Regions from separate parts of the Ovis aries genome. Here region 2 is linked to region 1. Evidence: chromatin contacts called from public Hi-C data. All regions are on one chromosome and are shown on one strand. Each heading gives the region's core, a stretch centred on a gene start, on an enhancer-like site or on the middle of the called end of the contact. The rest is flanking DNA. Distances are from core to core; before and after follow the strand shown. Region 1 overlaps RPS6KL1 (ribosomal protein S6 kinase like 1). Region 2 overlaps NEK9 (NIMA related kinase 9).

What was found. A called contact is a pair of places that touch in the nucleus more often than the background predicts.
Region 2: a Hi-C map of tail adipose tissue shows a contact between it and region 1, with 5 times the contacts expected there. The contact joins two enhancer-like sites. A contact is called at or near these places in 5 of 16 Hi-C or Micro-C datasets (muscle, omental adipose tissue, retroperitoneal adipose tissue and 1 more).

Annotation. Positions count from the first base shown.
Region 1 is chr7:84,246,881-84,250,289 of ARS-UI_Ramb_v3.0, reverse strand. It overlaps RPS6KL1 (ribosomal protein S6 kinase like 1), which reads left to right. Exons shown (of 10, transcript XM_060418352.1): 4 at 121-213. Among named protein-coding and RNA genes, the nearest start is that of RPS6KL1, 5.8 kb to the left of the region's middle. Within about 2 kb of position 1,384, at least 6 of the 54 cell types and tissues checked have an H3K27ac peak or open chromatin away from gene starts, as enhancers often do.
Region 2 is chr7:84,415,179-84,418,319 of ARS-UI_Ramb_v3.0, reverse strand. NEK9 (NIMA related kinase 9) reads left to right here. Exons shown (of 22, transcript XM_012182349.5): 19 at 15-217; 20 at 1,595-1,756. Among named protein-coding and RNA genes, the nearest start is that of ZC2HC1C, 19 kb to the right of the region's middle. Within about 2 kb of position 1,484, at least 1 of the 54 cell types and tissues checked has an H3K27ac peak or open chromatin away from gene starts, as enhancers often do.

The DNA.
Region 1 (3,409 bases), core at 135-2,634:
TACCCTGGTCCTTGCCCTCTGTGGCCACTGGTCTCCTGGCAAGCTGAGCCCTGCTCGGTGCAGCTGGGTGAGGAGGCCGTGACCCTGAGGCTGCCGTGGGGCTCTCTCCCGCCACCGCAGGGTTTCAGCAGCCTGAGGCTCCGGCCCATCCGCACGCTGAGCTCTGCCCTGGAGCAGCTGAGGGGCTGCAAGGTGGTCGGGGTCATCGAGAAGGTGAGCGAGCGACGCCCAAGGTGTGGGAGGACACAGTGTGTGTGACCGGGAGTGGCCAGTGCTGGAAAGGGGTCAGGGGGTCCAAGCAGAGAAGGGCAGCCGGGTCCAGGGGTGCCCCACCCCTCCTCCAGCCCAGCACACACCAGCCCCGGCAAGGAAAAAGTGAGGAAGCCACAGAGGCAGACAGCGCCTCTCCACAGACCCTCCAGCTCAGACACAGAACCGCTCCCTCGGCAGTTCAGCACAGCAGCCGCAGGGGCACCCAGCCAGCCTGAGCTGCCTTGTGCGCCCCCACTTCCCGCTTCCTCCAGGGGCTGCAGCCAAGAATCTCCCCTGCCAAGCCCAGCCCAGAGGTTCCTGGGGCAGGAATGTGCTCATCGCTAGAAACCTGCCTTGTCCAGGTCCTTGGCAGCTCTGCCCTCTGTCTCCTGGCTTCTCCCGCGGTGCCCCAATCTGGGATCGGCTCCCTTAATTCAGGGCAGACAGGAGTCGACAGTGCAAACTGGACCTGGACACTCAGCAGAAGGACAGACAGGTTGGGTCAAATGAGATTTGAGCCAATATTCGATTGCTCTCTGCCTGGACCCAGAGATAGCTGGAGTATTTGCTTAAGTGTTTTTATGTTTTTTTCAAACTGAACCGTTCATCAGAATCACCTGGGGGAGTTTCCTAACCACACAGATGCCTGGGCCCCATCCCAAACCCACCAAATGAGAATTTCTAGGGTTGAACCCAGGCATCTGTCATTTAAGACACTCACGGGGGATTCGGGCGGGTGTGGGAGCCAGCAGAGAAAAGAGGACTGGTGTGTGCTCCTTCACACACTGCCGAGGATGAAGTGCTGTCTGGACGGGCACCACGTGGCCCCAGGCAAGCTCTTTGCCCTCTCTGGGCACCGGTTTCCTCATCTGGAAGTGGGGAAGGGATCTTCCCACCCACCCAGGGGGATGTGGGAACTAAAGTGAGATAATTTTTGGGAAAGGCCTGGCACACGCTAAAGCGTCTGATACAAGTTCGATGGCTGAAGGCTGATGACAAGAGTGGGTCAGCAGGAAGCAGGCTTCCCATCCCTGGCTTCGCTCCAGCGGCTGCTCCCTATTCCCTGGAGCAGGCGCCTGGTCTGTCAGCCAAGGCCCAGCCAGCTTCCATCTGCCCAGCCCTTCCCGCCCACCGCGTTCATCCACGTGGCTCGGCCGCCCCCGGGGGGCAGGCCAAGGAGGCGACAGCCACCACTGTTCGCCCGTGTGGGATCCCACTGAACCGATGGTGTTATGGAGAGAGGGGTTCTGGGTCAAATAAGCTTTAGAAACAGTGCGTTAAAGTTACATTACTTCATTGCTTTAATTCTAGGAAGTTTCAGGCTTTGAGGGTGCAAATGTACACAGTGAATCTCCAAGAGGGAGGTCTATGACAGAATTCCCCGAATTTGAATTTGTTTAACCCCAGACACACATGTGCAAAGCATTTTTGGAATCCTGTATTCCGAGGCCTGTGCATATGGGAAAAACAGATTCAGGCCAAGCCCAACCGTTCTGTCTTACAAGTGCCCTCTTTTTTCCTTTATTACCTTTCTTGGGCACTCAACTTAGCCACTCCGCATCCCTCCTAAAATCCTGTGGCCTTTTCCTGTGTCATTCACAAGCCAGGAAAATCAGTCTCCCAAATTAGGAGAGATGTTAGGGCCACTGGGCCCAGGTCCCTGCAGCCACGCCCGGATGGATGTCACTGCCTTTCATTCCATAGCTGTGCCCAGACAGCCCAGGGCGGGTGATTGGCAGAGCAGTGCCAGTCTGCAGCAGCCCCAGCCTCAGGGCAGCAAAGGGCCCCACTTAGGAAGCCTTGAGAGCCCCCAGAGAGGTCCCACTGTGAGGGTTCATGGGGCTGAAGAGGGTTTCCTTGGGGCCAGAAGAGATACCTGCAAGGGTAGGGGGCGGCAGAGAACAGTGAGGTGGGTGGGTCAGGGACTAGGTGGGCAGCTGGCCAGGATGCCTAGGGTCTACTCTCAGGGAGCCTTGGGGGGCTTAGGAGACAACACTGGCTATTTGCTGAGCTTCGTCCAGGAGCTAGGCCCTGAGTCAGGGATGGGAAGAAAGAGAAGGACAGCCAAGTCCCTTCTGTGTTTTTGGCTCAAACATGAGGGTGTTTAAAATTATTACTATTTATCAGCATTTGAAAATTGGCAGGTTTCATAGAGAAAGCCCAAGTTTCCTACTTTTCCTGAGAAATGAGAGGATCTGGAAATGCAGGCTCACATTCCTGCTTGTCAACCCCAGGCAGATGAAGGGCTGCCTGCTTTAATGAGGCGCTCGGCCAGCCCTTTCCTGTCCTGCCCACTGGCACACATGAACAGCCCCTGGGGACCTTTATGCTTGAGAACCTATTTGAAACTTCTGGATTTGTTTGCTCCAGGAGGGAGTCCTCCTGGCCTTGACACTCTGGACATTTTAAAATAAAGGGTTAATGTGTTTTACCAAAGTTTTAATTGTCCACACATCCCAAGAGCTCAGTGGGTTTTATTTTTTAAAAAAGAGACTTCCTTTTTTAAAAAGATGGGAGCTGGCACTCAGAACTGCCTTACACCTTCCTGATAGCCTTCTCTCCTGGCATCTGTTAAGCCCACTGTAGCCGGCACAGCTGCTGCATTAAACCGGCTCAGTCTCCCTGCGGGGGAAGAAGGATTATACTGTACAGTCAGATATAGTAGTCACCAGCCACATGGAATGGAATGGAATCGTCGCTTCAGTCGTGTCCGACTGTTTGCGACTCCATGGACTGTAGCCAGCCAGGCTCCTCTGTCCATGGGATTCTCCAGGCAAGAGTACTGGAGTGGGTTGCCATGCCCTCCTCCAGGGGATTTTCCCAACCCAGGGATCGAACCCAAGTCTCTTACATCTCCTGCATTGGCAGGCAGGTTCTTTGCCACTAGTGCCACCTGGGAAGCCCATAATACTATTTTTAAAAAAAATTTTTTATAACACCGCGTGACATGCAGAACTTCCCCGAGTGGGGATTGAATTCACACCTTCCACAGTGCAAGCGCAGAGCTGTAACCACTGGACCACCAGGGAAGTCCAGTTTTAATAAAAATTAAATATTCTCTCAGTGGCACCCACTGTATTTCAAAGGCTTGATAGCTACATGTGGTTCATGGCTTCTATATTGAACAAATAGACAATATTTCTGTTACAGCAGAAGG
Region 2 (3,141 bases), core at 235-2,734, 170 kb before region 1:
TGTGTATCTGTCAGTGGTTCAGAGCTCTAGCCCAGGAGGTGGCAGCGGTGGCGGAAGAGAAGACGACAGTCAGCAGGAATCTGAAACTCCTGATCCAAGTGGAGGCTTCCGAGGAACAATGGAAGCAGACCGAGGCATGGAAGGTCTCGTCAGTCCCACTGAGGCCATGCGGATCAGCAGTGGGGCCAGCAGCTCCTGTCCTGGCTGGCTTCGAAAGGTAGTTCCTTTGGTGACAGGAACTCTGTAGGGACTAGAAGGATCTCTGTTTCCCATGTGCTGCTCAAGTGCTTTGCAGCAGGCATCTAGGTTTCTGATTTCTGTCTGAGCCGAAATCATCAAATCTCTAATCCTTTTTTTTTCTGACAAGAAAAGATAAGGTGGTCTCATACCTATATTACTTAAGTGAATGGAAATTAACGTAACCTTCCTTGAAAGAAGTGTTTGTAATGCATGTGTGCGAAGATTAAGCTTATAGATTTTGTACTGTGGTTCGTAGAATATCAAGGTAGTTGGAATGCCTTACAGTAGAAAAATGCCTTAACAGTGGTTACCTGTGAGTGATGGAATTACTGGTGATTTTTATCATGTTTCTTTGCCTATCAATATTTGCACATTTTCTACAGTCAATATTTATAGTTAGGGACCTCCCTAGCAGTCCAGTGGTTGAGACTTTGCCTTCCAAAACAGGGGATGCAAGTTCCATCCCTGATTTGGGAGTTAAGATCCGACATGCCTGCTGCTGCTGCTGCTAAGTCGCTTCAGTCGTGTCTGACTCTGTGCGACCCCATAGACGGCAGCCCACTAGGTTCCTCTGTCCCTGGGATTTTCCAGGTAAGAGTACTGGAGCGGGTTGCCATTTCCTTCTCCGTTGCATGAAAGGGAAAAGTGAAAGTGAAGTCGCTCAGTCGTGCCCGACTCTTAGCGACCCCATGGACTGCAGCCTACCAGGCTCTTCCGTCCATGGGATTTTCCAGGCAAGAGCACTGGAGTGGGGTGCCATTGCCTTCTCCATGCCTAGTGGCCAGAAAAAACAAAACATGAAACATAAACAGTATTGTAACAAGTTCAATAAAAAGACTTTACAAATGGTTCACGTTAAAAAAGAAAATCTTAAAATTATAGTTGAGAAATTTTAAATCACGCCCCCCCCCAACAAAAAAGAGGGAACCTCTAGATGTAAGGCTCCCTCTGTAACAATATTAAACTTGATAGCTACTTAGGAATGTGAATGAAAGAAGCAGCGCACAGTTCCATCTAAAGCTTCAGCCTTTAGCAGCCTGGCAGTTAGCCTCACGGCCATCACCTTAGAGCTTCCCAACTTGAATAGCCTTTGTTGACTGAGTGTGTTGAGGCATCACACTGGGTATCAAAAAGTGTTCTTGAAATTGAGTTTGAATTCCCTTCCCTATCTGCTCCTCAAAGGAAGGCCTGCCAGTACATTGACTGACAGGATAAGCTGTGTTGTAACCACAACTGTCCTGCTCCGCTAGAGGGTGCCGATGACACGTCAGCGTGAAAGCTATAGCAGGGAAGGAATTTGGATGAAAGTGAAAGGCTCAGATGGAACTGATGAGATTCTTTCTCTCATACGTAGGAGCTGGAAAATGCAGAATTCATCCCTATGCCTGACAGCCCATCTCCCCTAAGTGCAGCTTTTTCAGAATCTGAGAGAGATACTCTGCCGTATGACGAGCTACAAGGACTCAAGATGGCTTCCGAAGCGCCTTTGGAACACAAGCCCCCAGCAGGAGCCTGGGTAACTGAGCTTTTGCCTTTAAATCAAGACTAGATAAACAGTGGCTATAAGCTCTGCCCCATTCTCCTGGCCTCCCTGTCTCTCCCTCTAGCTTCATTGTTTCCCAGCTGCCCAGCATCAACTCACACCTCCTGTTCAGTAGTGCTTAAAGCCTCTACGCAAGGCTAAACTGACTTCTGTGGAAAGTATTTACCCTTTCGTATTTCTGACAGGCCCACACCTTTCTATACCAGATGATTGTCTGTCTGTTCTCTCTGCCTTCAGTTCAGCTCAGTTCATTTCAGTTGCTCAGTCGTGTCCGACTCTTTGCAGCCCCACGGACTACAGCACGCCAGGCTTCCCTGTCCATCACCAGCTCCTGGAGTTTGCTTAAACTCATGTCCGTAGAGTCGGTGATGCCATCCAACCATCTCATCCTCTGTTGTCCCCTTCTCCTCCTGCCTTCAATCTCTCCCAGCATCAGAGTCTTTTCAAATGAGTCAGTTCTTTGCATCAGGTGGCCAAAGTATTGGCCAAAATATTTCAGCTTCAACATCAGTCCTCCAGTGAAAATTCAGGACTGATTTTCTTTAGGATGGACTGGTTAGATCTCCTTGCAGTCCAAGGGACTCTCAAGAGTCTTCTCCAACACCACGGTTCAAAAGCATCGATTGTTTGGTGCTCAGCTTTCTTTATAGTCCAACTCTCACACCCGTACATGACTACTGGAAAAACCATGGCCTTGACTAGACAGATCTTTGTTGGCAAAGTAATGTCTTTGCTTTTTAATATGCTATCTAGGTTGGTCATAACTTTCCTTCCAAGGAGTAAGCGTCTTTTAATTTCATGGCCGCAGTCACCATCTGCAGTGATTTGGGAGCCCCCAAAAATAAAGTCTCTCACTGTTTCCATTGTTTCCCTATCTGTTTGCCATGAAGTGATGGGACTGGATGCCATGATCTTAGTTTTTTGAATGTTGAGTTTTAAGCCAACTTTTTCACTCTCCTCTTTCACTTGCATCAAGAGGCTCTTTAGTTCTTTTTCGCTTTCTGCCATAAGGGTGGTGTCATCTGCATATCTGAGGTTATTGATATTTTTCCCAGCAGTTTTGATTCCAGCTTGTGCTTCTTCCAGCCCAGCGTTTCTCATGATGTACTCTGCATATAAGTTAAATAAGCAGGGTGACAATATACAGCCTTGAAATGCTCCTTTCCCGATTTGGAACCAGTCTGTTGTTCCATGTCCAGTTCTAACTGTTGCTTTCTTGACCTGCTTACAGGTTTCTCTGGAGGCAGGTCAGGTGGTCTGCTACTCCCTTCTTTTTAAGAATTTTCCACAGTTTGTTGTGATCCACACAGTAAAAGCCTTTGGTGTAGTCAGTAAAGCAGTAGTCGATGTTTTTCTCT